Regions from separate parts of the Rattus norvegicus genome. Here regions 2 and 3 are each linked to region 1. The links are chromatin contacts, called in public Hi-C maps. All regions are on one chromosome and are shown on one strand. The core of a region is the stretch at or near the end of the contact, and the rest is flanking DNA. Distances in the headings are between cores, read along the strand shown.

The links. A called contact is a pair of places that touch in the nucleus more often than the background predicts.
Region 2: a contact with region 1 is called in a Hi-C map of prefrontal cortex, with 2.3 times the contacts expected there. The contact joins the promoter of Tmem214 here to the promoter of Dpysl5 in region 1. A contact is called at or near these places in 8 of 12 Hi-C or Micro-C datasets (the A7r5 cell line, the Rat2 cell line, frontal cortex and 5 more).
Region 3: a contact with region 1 is called in a Hi-C map of Schwann cells, with 7 times the contacts expected there. The contact joins the promoter of Emilin1 here to the promoter of Dpysl5 in region 1. A contact is called at or near these places in 6 of 12 Hi-C or Micro-C datasets (the A7r5 cell line, Schwann cells, frontal cortex and 3 more).

Annotation. Positions count from the first base shown.
Region 1 is chr6:31,377,920-31,380,996 of GRCr8, reverse strand. Dpysl5 (dihydropyrimidinase-like 5) reads left to right here and starts at 1,649. Exons shown (of 13, transcript NM_023023.1): 1 at 1,649-1,767.
Region 2 is chr6:31,229,046-31,231,845 of GRCr8, reverse strand. Tmem214 (transmembrane protein 214) reads left to right here and starts at 1,465. Exons shown (of 17, transcript NM_001014195.2): 1 at 1,465-1,660; 2 at 2,419-2,618. The coding sequence starts at 1,516.
Region 3 is chr6:31,181,985-31,185,014 of GRCr8, reverse strand. Emilin1 (elastin microfibril interfacer 1) reads left to right here and starts at 1,358. Exons shown (of 8, transcript NM_001399395.1): 1 at 1,358-1,984; 2 at 2,936-3,030. The coding sequence starts at 1,815.

The DNA of each region.
Region 1 (3,077 bases), core at 400-2,899:
CTCTCTCTCACACACACACACACACACACAGCACTCTAGTATTAGTGGTGTTTTGAAGATGGCCCTAAGTTCCTTGCTCACTACCAGAAAAAAATTTCCCCTCTTAGAGTTGGAGACCAAATGGAGTAACCCTGCATCCCCTAGGTGCACGCCTGTGTGACCCTAAACGCATCCAGAATGGATCGCGGAGCACATGGCCCAATGGGACCCACACTTTGGAGACTGGAGGTCCTCTAACGGGCAGTTGGGTGTACATTTGGTTAAAATTCAGAGGATCCCGCTCCCTCCACCCGAAACACGATTGTAAAACACGATTTTCTTTGAAAATAGCCTTAGAGAAAAGCACTTCAGGAAAGCAGCCAAGGTACTCACACCCCATCCCCACCCCCGGAGCTGAGGGAAGCCCTGAAAAGAACTGGCTTCTTCAACAGCAGTTGGAGATCCCCAGGAATCCAGGGTAGTGGGGGAGGGGGCAGTATTGATGTTGCATTTCAACACGGGGTTTGCAACACCGTTGGGGTGACGTCAAGTGAGGAGAGGCAAATTCTGAAGCCGTACTTAAACTGTCACAATAATGATAGACTGACCTGTGTTAGTCTCAGGGAAAGGCTTGAGCCGTAGATTAGTTAAGGAAAAAGGACTGTCCTCCGGCTCCATTTACATGATTATTTGTGGTTAAGTCAAGTGTGTACTAAAAAAGGTGAAACTGGACCAGGCGCGGCGGTGTACATCTGAAATCCCACCACTCGGGAGACAGAGGCAGGGGGTTCACTGCAAGTTCTAGGCTAGCAGAGGCTACATAACAAGACAGTCAAAACAACAGCAACCAGGAAATAAAGATGGAGAGATGCTGATGTGAACTGAGTTTAACACACACACACACACACACACACACACACACACTTTCCAGAGGTTTCACTAGCTTTTAAAGGAGATGTCAAAAATAGGATAGGATCTGGGCTGGATATAGACGTCCAAGCGCTGCGCTGGACAAAACAGTGGTTCCCAAACCTCAAGGGAAGGCAGGTGCGGAACTGAGGCGCCCAGAGTGCCCGTCCCCTTGGTCTATGAGAACAGTTTTCCTGTACTGACCACCCTCGCCCTTTACAGTCTGCAATCCCGTCAGTCTCAGACTCGGTAGGTCGTTAACCCGATGGCGCAAGTGGGGACCCGCAGCCTCGGAGAGACCCCGCCACCGCATTGTTTCAGCCCCTGCGGGTGGGGTCTTGCAGAGGGAGGGGATGCGATGTGTCCTCCGGAGCCGCCTCATACCCTCCCAGGGGACTCGAGCCATACCGCCACAGAGCCGGGCCTTTGTGAAATGTCGCTAGTTACCATGGGACCAGAAAGGAACGCTGAGAATGGCGCTTAGAGAGCTGGGGGTTGTCGAGGTTCTGGGGCCATGCCCTCTGTCCCCTCTTGGACCCCGGGCCTGCAACAAGGACTGTCGGGATTTGTAGTCCCAAAGGCGGCGGCCGCGCGGAGGATGCGGGGCGCTGCTGGTCCCGCCTCCGCCTAACCTGCTAGCGCGAGGTGGCGAGCACTGGGGCGGAGCCCTCGGATCCGTGATTGGCCCAGGCGGCTCCCAGCCCCCACCCCGCGTCCCCACCCCCGCTCGCCACTCGGGACTCCAGCTCCGGGCGCGCAAGGCAGCCACCGAGAGAGCGCGCTAGCAGCGGCTCCCGCCCCGTGCACCCGCAGCTACCGCGCCGCGGCGAGACCCAGAGACCGACCGACGGACCCGCACAATCGCAGCATCCTGGAGGAGTGGGTGATGGCGAGGGGAGGGTGGTGGGCTTGATCTTCCCAGGCTGAAGCATCCACCCCTCTTTCAGTTTCTTCCTGAGGCGCACAAAAGGGAGGGAATTGGGATGCGCCTAGGCTCCCCCAGCTGCTGAAAGAGATGTTTAGGATTCGGGGAGATCCGGACTAAGGTGGGGCGCCAAGTCAGGGTCTTTGTACGCCCACGGGGCTGGGCTTGGCGCCTTGCGACGCCTAAGGCGTTTAGTGTGTGCTGGGGAGATTTCCAAATAACTAGAGTAAGGAGGCGACCAAGTTGAAGGGGTTCACGCCTAGCACCCAGTAGTCGCGCCGCCGTAGCTGATCGACGTGCAGTAAATGGCTAAAAGGTGGGAATGTGTGAGGGGCATTTTCTCTGGTGGCCGGACCTGCCCTCTTCTACGTCCCTGGATCGCCGCTGTCCCTGGTTCCCACCCACTGCCTAGATTTACTGTCCTTGCTTTCTTTCGCCTCGGGCTTGATATCTGCCTAACGTGGTCCAAAGCCCGACCATCTGTATCCTCTGTCCCTAAGCAGAGCGGAGGCCCTTGAGGCACCTGCTGAAACCACAAAGGCCTCTTGCATCTGCCCAGCCCCTAGCGGCGCGGCGCTAGGTCTCTCCGCTGGAGCCCTGTCGCCAAGTCTGCCACGCAGCTTCGATCTCGGCGAGTGAGGGACATCGACGCCCCGGGCCTGGGTAGCTGGCTGGGACAAACCGGGGTAGAGGCCTGGATTTGAGCCGAAACCGGGAGATGGGTGGGGACAGGTGATCGAATCTAGGGGAGGAGGTTTGAGAAGGATTGAGAATTGGGTGGGAGGCGGGTCTGAAGCTTCGCGCAGGTGGCGCCGAGGCGAGGCTGCTCTGAAGAATGAAGAGGGGAGGGGAGATGAAGGGAGGGTGGAGACCTCTGGGGTTTGAGGAGAGTAGACAGACATGGGGAGGGGTCCTCCTCATGAAGCGGGTAGGGCAGGAGGGGCGAATCTTCGCCTGAAAGACTCCAGCTCTAGGCCAGTCGCTGTTCGGCCTAAGACTCTGACTGGGCGTGGTCCTTGGATTGGGCCAGGGAGCTCGGGTGGCGGGTCCCCGACAGGGCTGGGCTGGCTCGTCTAGGAGCTTTGTTTCTAAGCTTAGAACAACCGAAGGGGACTCGTTTAGGATTTTATGATAATCCGCAGCGCCCCCCCGGCACGCCCTGTTCGCGCGGAGCTGAAAGGCTTTGCCCAGCGGCAGATGCTGCCCGGGAGGCGGATTGGGGGGGGGGGTGTCTCCTGCCCCTGAGACCCTGAGAACAATAGCC
Region 2 (2,800 bases), core at 216-2,715, 150 kb after region 1:
AAGGAACTGATTGGTGATCAGCACAGATAGCTTCCTTGCTAGACATTCCATCTCAGAACTCCCCAAGACAGTCAGCTGTAGCTGGCACAAAGGGGATGGAGGACACCAGGAGACCAAAGGGTTGGCCATCCCTCCTGTTTTCTCCCTCTTGACCCATCCTTCACACAGGCCTGTGTGCTGTTTTTTTTTTGTTTTTTTTTGGTTTTTTTTGTTTTTTTTTTTTTTTTCGGAGCTGGGGACGGAACCCAGGGCCTTGCACTTGCTAGGCAAGCGCTCTACCACTGAACTAAATCCTCAACCCTGGTTTTTTTTTTTTTTTTTTTTAAGGGTATATCACCTTTCCCCTCGGTTTTCTAGGGTCTAGACAATACAAGTCTAGATTTAGCAGCCAAGATCCTTTTCCAATTGTATGAAGTCATGTCAAACTACTTCTAGTCTTCTCATATAGTCTACCACTCTAGACCTTTGCCTAAATTAATAAAGCCATGCAATGGAAGCAGTCTCTCCACAGGCCATGATCCCCAACCAATGAAAATTCTCCCTCCCTAGGAGTCATCTCAACTACCACCTGTTTCAGAATCCACTTCCCTTATCCTCCTAGGTCTTCAAGCATCCCTCAACTGAGTAACGTATCCTGTAAGAAAATGTACTACTCCTTGCCAGTGATGTCTTTAATCCCAGCACTCAGGAGGCAGAGACAGGCAGATCTTTAAGTTCAAGGCCAGCCTGGTGTACAGAGTACCAGGAAGCCAGTGCTACACAGAGAAACCCTGTCTATTAAAAAAAAAAAAAAAAAAAAAGCGGGTGGGGGCATGGGGTGTGCAGCAGTGTGGCAGCATGAGTTTCACTCAAGCACACAAAGCAACATATTTCCTTAACTGTGAAGTTTTCAGTGCTGTTTTACAATCCATCATGCTCCCTAGCAAGGGATGATTCAAGTTTTGTAGGCAGACTAGGGTCAGATCTTGCTGTCTGGGGCTCTCCACCACTTAGCTGAACATCTGGAGCCAAGCCTGTCCTTTCCTTGCTGCCTGGAAAGGGAACACGGCCCGGCTGTGCCAGATTTTCTCGGCTCCGCCGCTCTACTTTCCTCCCCGAAGTCCGCATCTTTCCACTCCTCAGCAACTAAATTTGTGGGCCGCCAAATAGGAAGTTTAATCGCTAACAGACAACCACTTTCTAAGAAAGAAGAACACATTTAATCCTCAGTCTCCCCCGAGGTGAGAACTAGTTTCATTCCATCCTTCAGGAGCATTGCAAAGATAAGAAAAAAAAAGGGAATAGTCTCATTTCCAAGCCAGCCAGGGCCGAGCCCGCATCGCAGGTGCAGGGTAATTTTTGCGCCGCAGGGGGAGGACCTGACCGCCGCCATCACTCCCCAGGCCCTCCGCGCGCCGCGCGACGAGAACAGACTACGAGTCCCAGGATGCCTTGCGGCGGCGGCGGCAGCAGCAGACGTGGCACCGCGCGGAGGTTGAGCCGAGCGGAAAGCCGGGAGGTGGCGGAGCCGAAGTCATGGCGGCCAGAGCAGCGGGTAGCGGGGGCTGGGAGGTGGTGAAGAGGAGCCGGCGACCTGGAGCAAGCAGCGGTGGGCGAGGTGGCGGCGGTGACCGCCGGGCACTCGGAGAGGCAAATGGAGTGTGGAAATATGACCTGAGCTGTAAGTATTCGCCGCCGCCCACCTGGGCCTGTGGGTCAGGGGCGCGGCTGAGCAGCTGCGGGAGCCGGGAGCAGATCCGCAGGGCCCGGCCACGCTGACTGATAGCACAAGGAGAGGTGGTCATTTCCACTGCATAGGTCGGGAAGCGGAGGCCCAGAGAAACCGTCTTTCGCGTCGGAGGAGGCTGGAATTCCGATCTCCATAGTTCAGGCCTTTGCACACAACCCTCTCAGCTGTCCCGGCCCTCGCTGGCCAGGTATCTGAGACGTGTGGCAGAGGCACCTGGGTTCCTACATGGAACCCCTTCTTAAGTAACCAACAGGTCTGAGGAGTGGATGAGAAGGCCAGCATTGGGAGGAATGGCCAGACATACACTCCAACCAGGAATTAATTTCTGTGTCACCTGTCTCCCCAGTCTCCAAGAGAGGGAGAGAAAGCTTGCCACTTGTTGAATATAGAGTTGTCATCTCAGAACCAAGAAGAATTGGGGGTGGAGACCGTGCTGGAAAAAGTGTGGTCTGGCTCCCATGTATTATGACTTGTCTAATAAAGAACTGGAAGGGCCAGGGACCTACCTGTGGTGTTTAAAATCAGACACCAGGAGGGTGCTTGGCTGTTCTTCTAAGCAGCTTCCAAAGACGAGAGGGACAGAATCTCCCTGTAAATGACTTAGGATCCCCTACAAAGAAGAGACCACTGTACGGTGAACCCTGGGGTCTTAAGGGTGACCTGCTGTTTTCTGCCTGTCTTCATTCCAGCGCCAATCCAGCCTACAAGCACTCTTTATGAGCGTGGCTTTGAGAAAATCATGAAGCGGCAGAATAAAGAGCAAGTTCCACCCCCTGCTGCAGAGTCTAAGAAACCAGTAAACAAGAAGCAACCCAAGAAGGTGACAGCTGTTGCTAGCCAAAACCAGAAGCAGGGCCCGTTCCGAAGCCTGGAGGATGCACTGAAAGCTGTAAGTGTGCCTAGGCTTGGGGTGCAGAGAAAGCAGGGACTTGGGACATTCAGGCAAGTCCCAGACAGTATGGAAATGTGGAAGGAAAGAATGTTTGCACTTAGAATAGAATTGCACTTAGAATAGAAAGAAAGTGGGTGTTTGTCAGAAACATAGGTGAGAAGGAAGATGGAACTCCCAAG
Region 3 (3,030 bases), core at 109-2,608, 200 kb after region 1:
GACGTACAGTTACACACACACACACACTATCATCATACCATCACACACACGTCTGTACAGTCACAATCATCTGTACAGACACACACACACACACAGTCTATACAGTCACACATAGTCATCTGTACAGATACACACACTATCATCGTACAGTTACACACACACACACTATCATCATACAGTCACACACACACGTCTGTACAGTCACACAATCATCTGTACAGACAGACAGACACACACACAGTCTGTACAGTCACACACAGTCATCTGTACAGATACACACACTGTCATCGTACAGTTACACACACACACACTATCATCATACAGTCACACACACGTCTGTACAGTCACACACACACACACAGTCTGTACAGTCACACACAGTCATCTGTACAGATACACACACTATCATCGTACAGTTACACACACACACACACTATCATCATACAGTCACACACACGACTGTACAGTCACACAATCATCTGTACAGACACACACACACACAGTCTGTACAGTCACACACAGTCATCTGTACAGATACACACACTATCAACGTACAGTTACACACACACACACTATCATCATACAGTCACACACACACGTCTGTACAGTCACACACACACAGTCTGTACAGTCACACACAGTCATCTGTACAGATACACACACTATCATCGTACAGTTACACACACACACACACTATCATCATACAGTCACAGACACACGTCTGTACAGTCACACACACACAGTCTGTACAGCCACACACAGTCATCTGTACAGATACACACACTATCATCGTACAGTTACACACACACACACTATCATCATACAGTCACACACACACGTCTGTACAGTCACACACACACACAAGTCTGTACAGTCACACACACACACAATCATCACCATACAGTCACACATACACACGTCTGTACAGTCACACACATACACACATCTGTACAGTCACACACGCACACACACACACACACACACACACAGCTGTACAGTCCTGCCTTCCTCCTCCTCAGGGCTCCCTCTCTCTTCATCTTCTCCCAAGTAGTCCCGCTCTGACCAACCCAGGGGATCTGGATCTCTCTGGCTGGTTTCTGGTCCTAGCCACCAGCTCTGGGCCTCCTATCCAGATTTGGCCCAGGCTCCATGTGGCCTGTCTGAGAGGCTGGCCTCAAGCCCGGCAGCAACTCCACATTTCTCTGTTTTTCCTCCCCCCCCCCTCTTTCCCGGAGTTAACAAGAAGCAGATGTGGCTCACGATGGTTGGAGAGGTGGGGGAGGAAGGGGGAGGCTGGACCGCCAGCCAGACAGGGGGAAGGGAGGGGAGAGAAGGGAGGGAGGGAGAAGGCTGGCCCGCACCATAGTCACTCTTGTGCCTCTCAACAGCCACAGGGGCAAAGCTCTGTCATCTTTAGGATCCAGTCACCAGGGAACAAAACAGGGAGACCAGAAGAGGGCCAGCTGGAGCCAGGGGGTGGAGGCTCAGGAAGCAGTTTCTGAAAGGGGCAGGGACCAGGCACAGGAGGCCAGGGGCCCGGAGAACAGACTCCCCTCAGAAGTGCAGAAGAGGAGAGCGGAAGGAACTGAGGGAGGGACAGACAGGAGCCTGAGGAGGAAAGAGGAGGGGGAAAGAGGGGTCAGGCCCAGCAGCCAAGGAGGAGGCGTGCAGCTGGGGGCTGCAGGCAGGAAGCTAGGGACAGAGCTGGCTCAGCGTGCTGTCCCCTGAAGCAGCGGCATCCCCTGGAAGCACGGGTACAGGCATCATTGGTCAGACCAAGATGTGTCTCTAAGGGTAGCAAGGAACACCTCACCATGGCCCCCAGAATCCTCTGGAGCTGCTATCTCTGCTGTCTGCTGACCATTGCCACAGAAGCTGCCAGCTACCCTCCTCGGGGCTACAGCCTGTACACAGGGGGCAGTGGGGCCCTCAGTCCTGGGGGACCCCAGGCCCAGAACTCACCCCGGCCTGCCAGCCGCCACAGGTAAGAGTCTGTGTCCCAGCCAGGGCTGGAAGCTATGGTTGGGAAAGTCTTTAGAAGGTGGGCAACGGGCTTAATGCAATGAGAAGGGCAGCATGGAGGCCCATCCATCAATGTGCCGCCCATATGAACCTCCCAGTGGAACTTTTTCCAGGCTTTGGTGGCCTAAGGGCCATCAGCTCTGACCTCTTCCCTCTTCCCTCTTCCCTCTTTCCTATGGAGGTCTGCAGTTCGGTGCCCAGGGAAACTACACCAAGGGCCATGGACCCTCCTTCCTGCCAGCTGCCAGCTGTGTGCCAGCCAGCTCTGGATCAGGCAGACCTTTTGTCCTTCTCTAGGGCTTCCCTGGCCCCGTCCGCTAGTGTATAATTCTGACACTCCTCCTGCTCTGTTCCCTCTGGCATCGCAGCAGCCCATAGCCTAGAAGCCAGTGTGAATGGGGCCAAGAGGGCAGCACCACAAGCCCCAAGGGGACAGAGCCCATCAGTAGCTCATTCTTTGCTTAAGCATAGGCCGGACATTTGCCTGCCCCGCTCTTCTCCTGGAGGGTTGGGTGGGAGCACCGTGTGCAGAAGATCATCTACAGGAACCCAGCTGGTCGGCTTACACAGCTGGGGTTTGAGATAGGCCCAAAAAAGTACACAAGAGACCGTGGATTCTAGGGTGCTCTGGGACCCCACAGTCAGGAGGACTGACGTCTCTGTGTGTTTGTATCCTTATGTCTTCCCTGTCTTGAAAAGTCTTTATCTGCTATAGTGACATAAGAAAGTGTGTGTGTGTGTGTGTGTGTGTGTGAGAGAGAGAGAGGGGGGGGGGAATGGTGCTGCCCCTGCAAAAACCCTACCTTTCAGTGGGTCCTCAAGGCCCCCTTCATCTTTTGACCCTCCTTCAGCCTCTGGGCCCACTGGGGCTTGTGTCTTTGGTCCCTTGGCCCAGGTAGGGTTGTGCCTACAGGAACTGGTGTGCCTACGTGGTGACTCGGACAGTGAGCTGCGTCCTTGAGGATGGAGTGGAGACCTTTGTCAAGCCAGACTATCAACCCTGTGGCT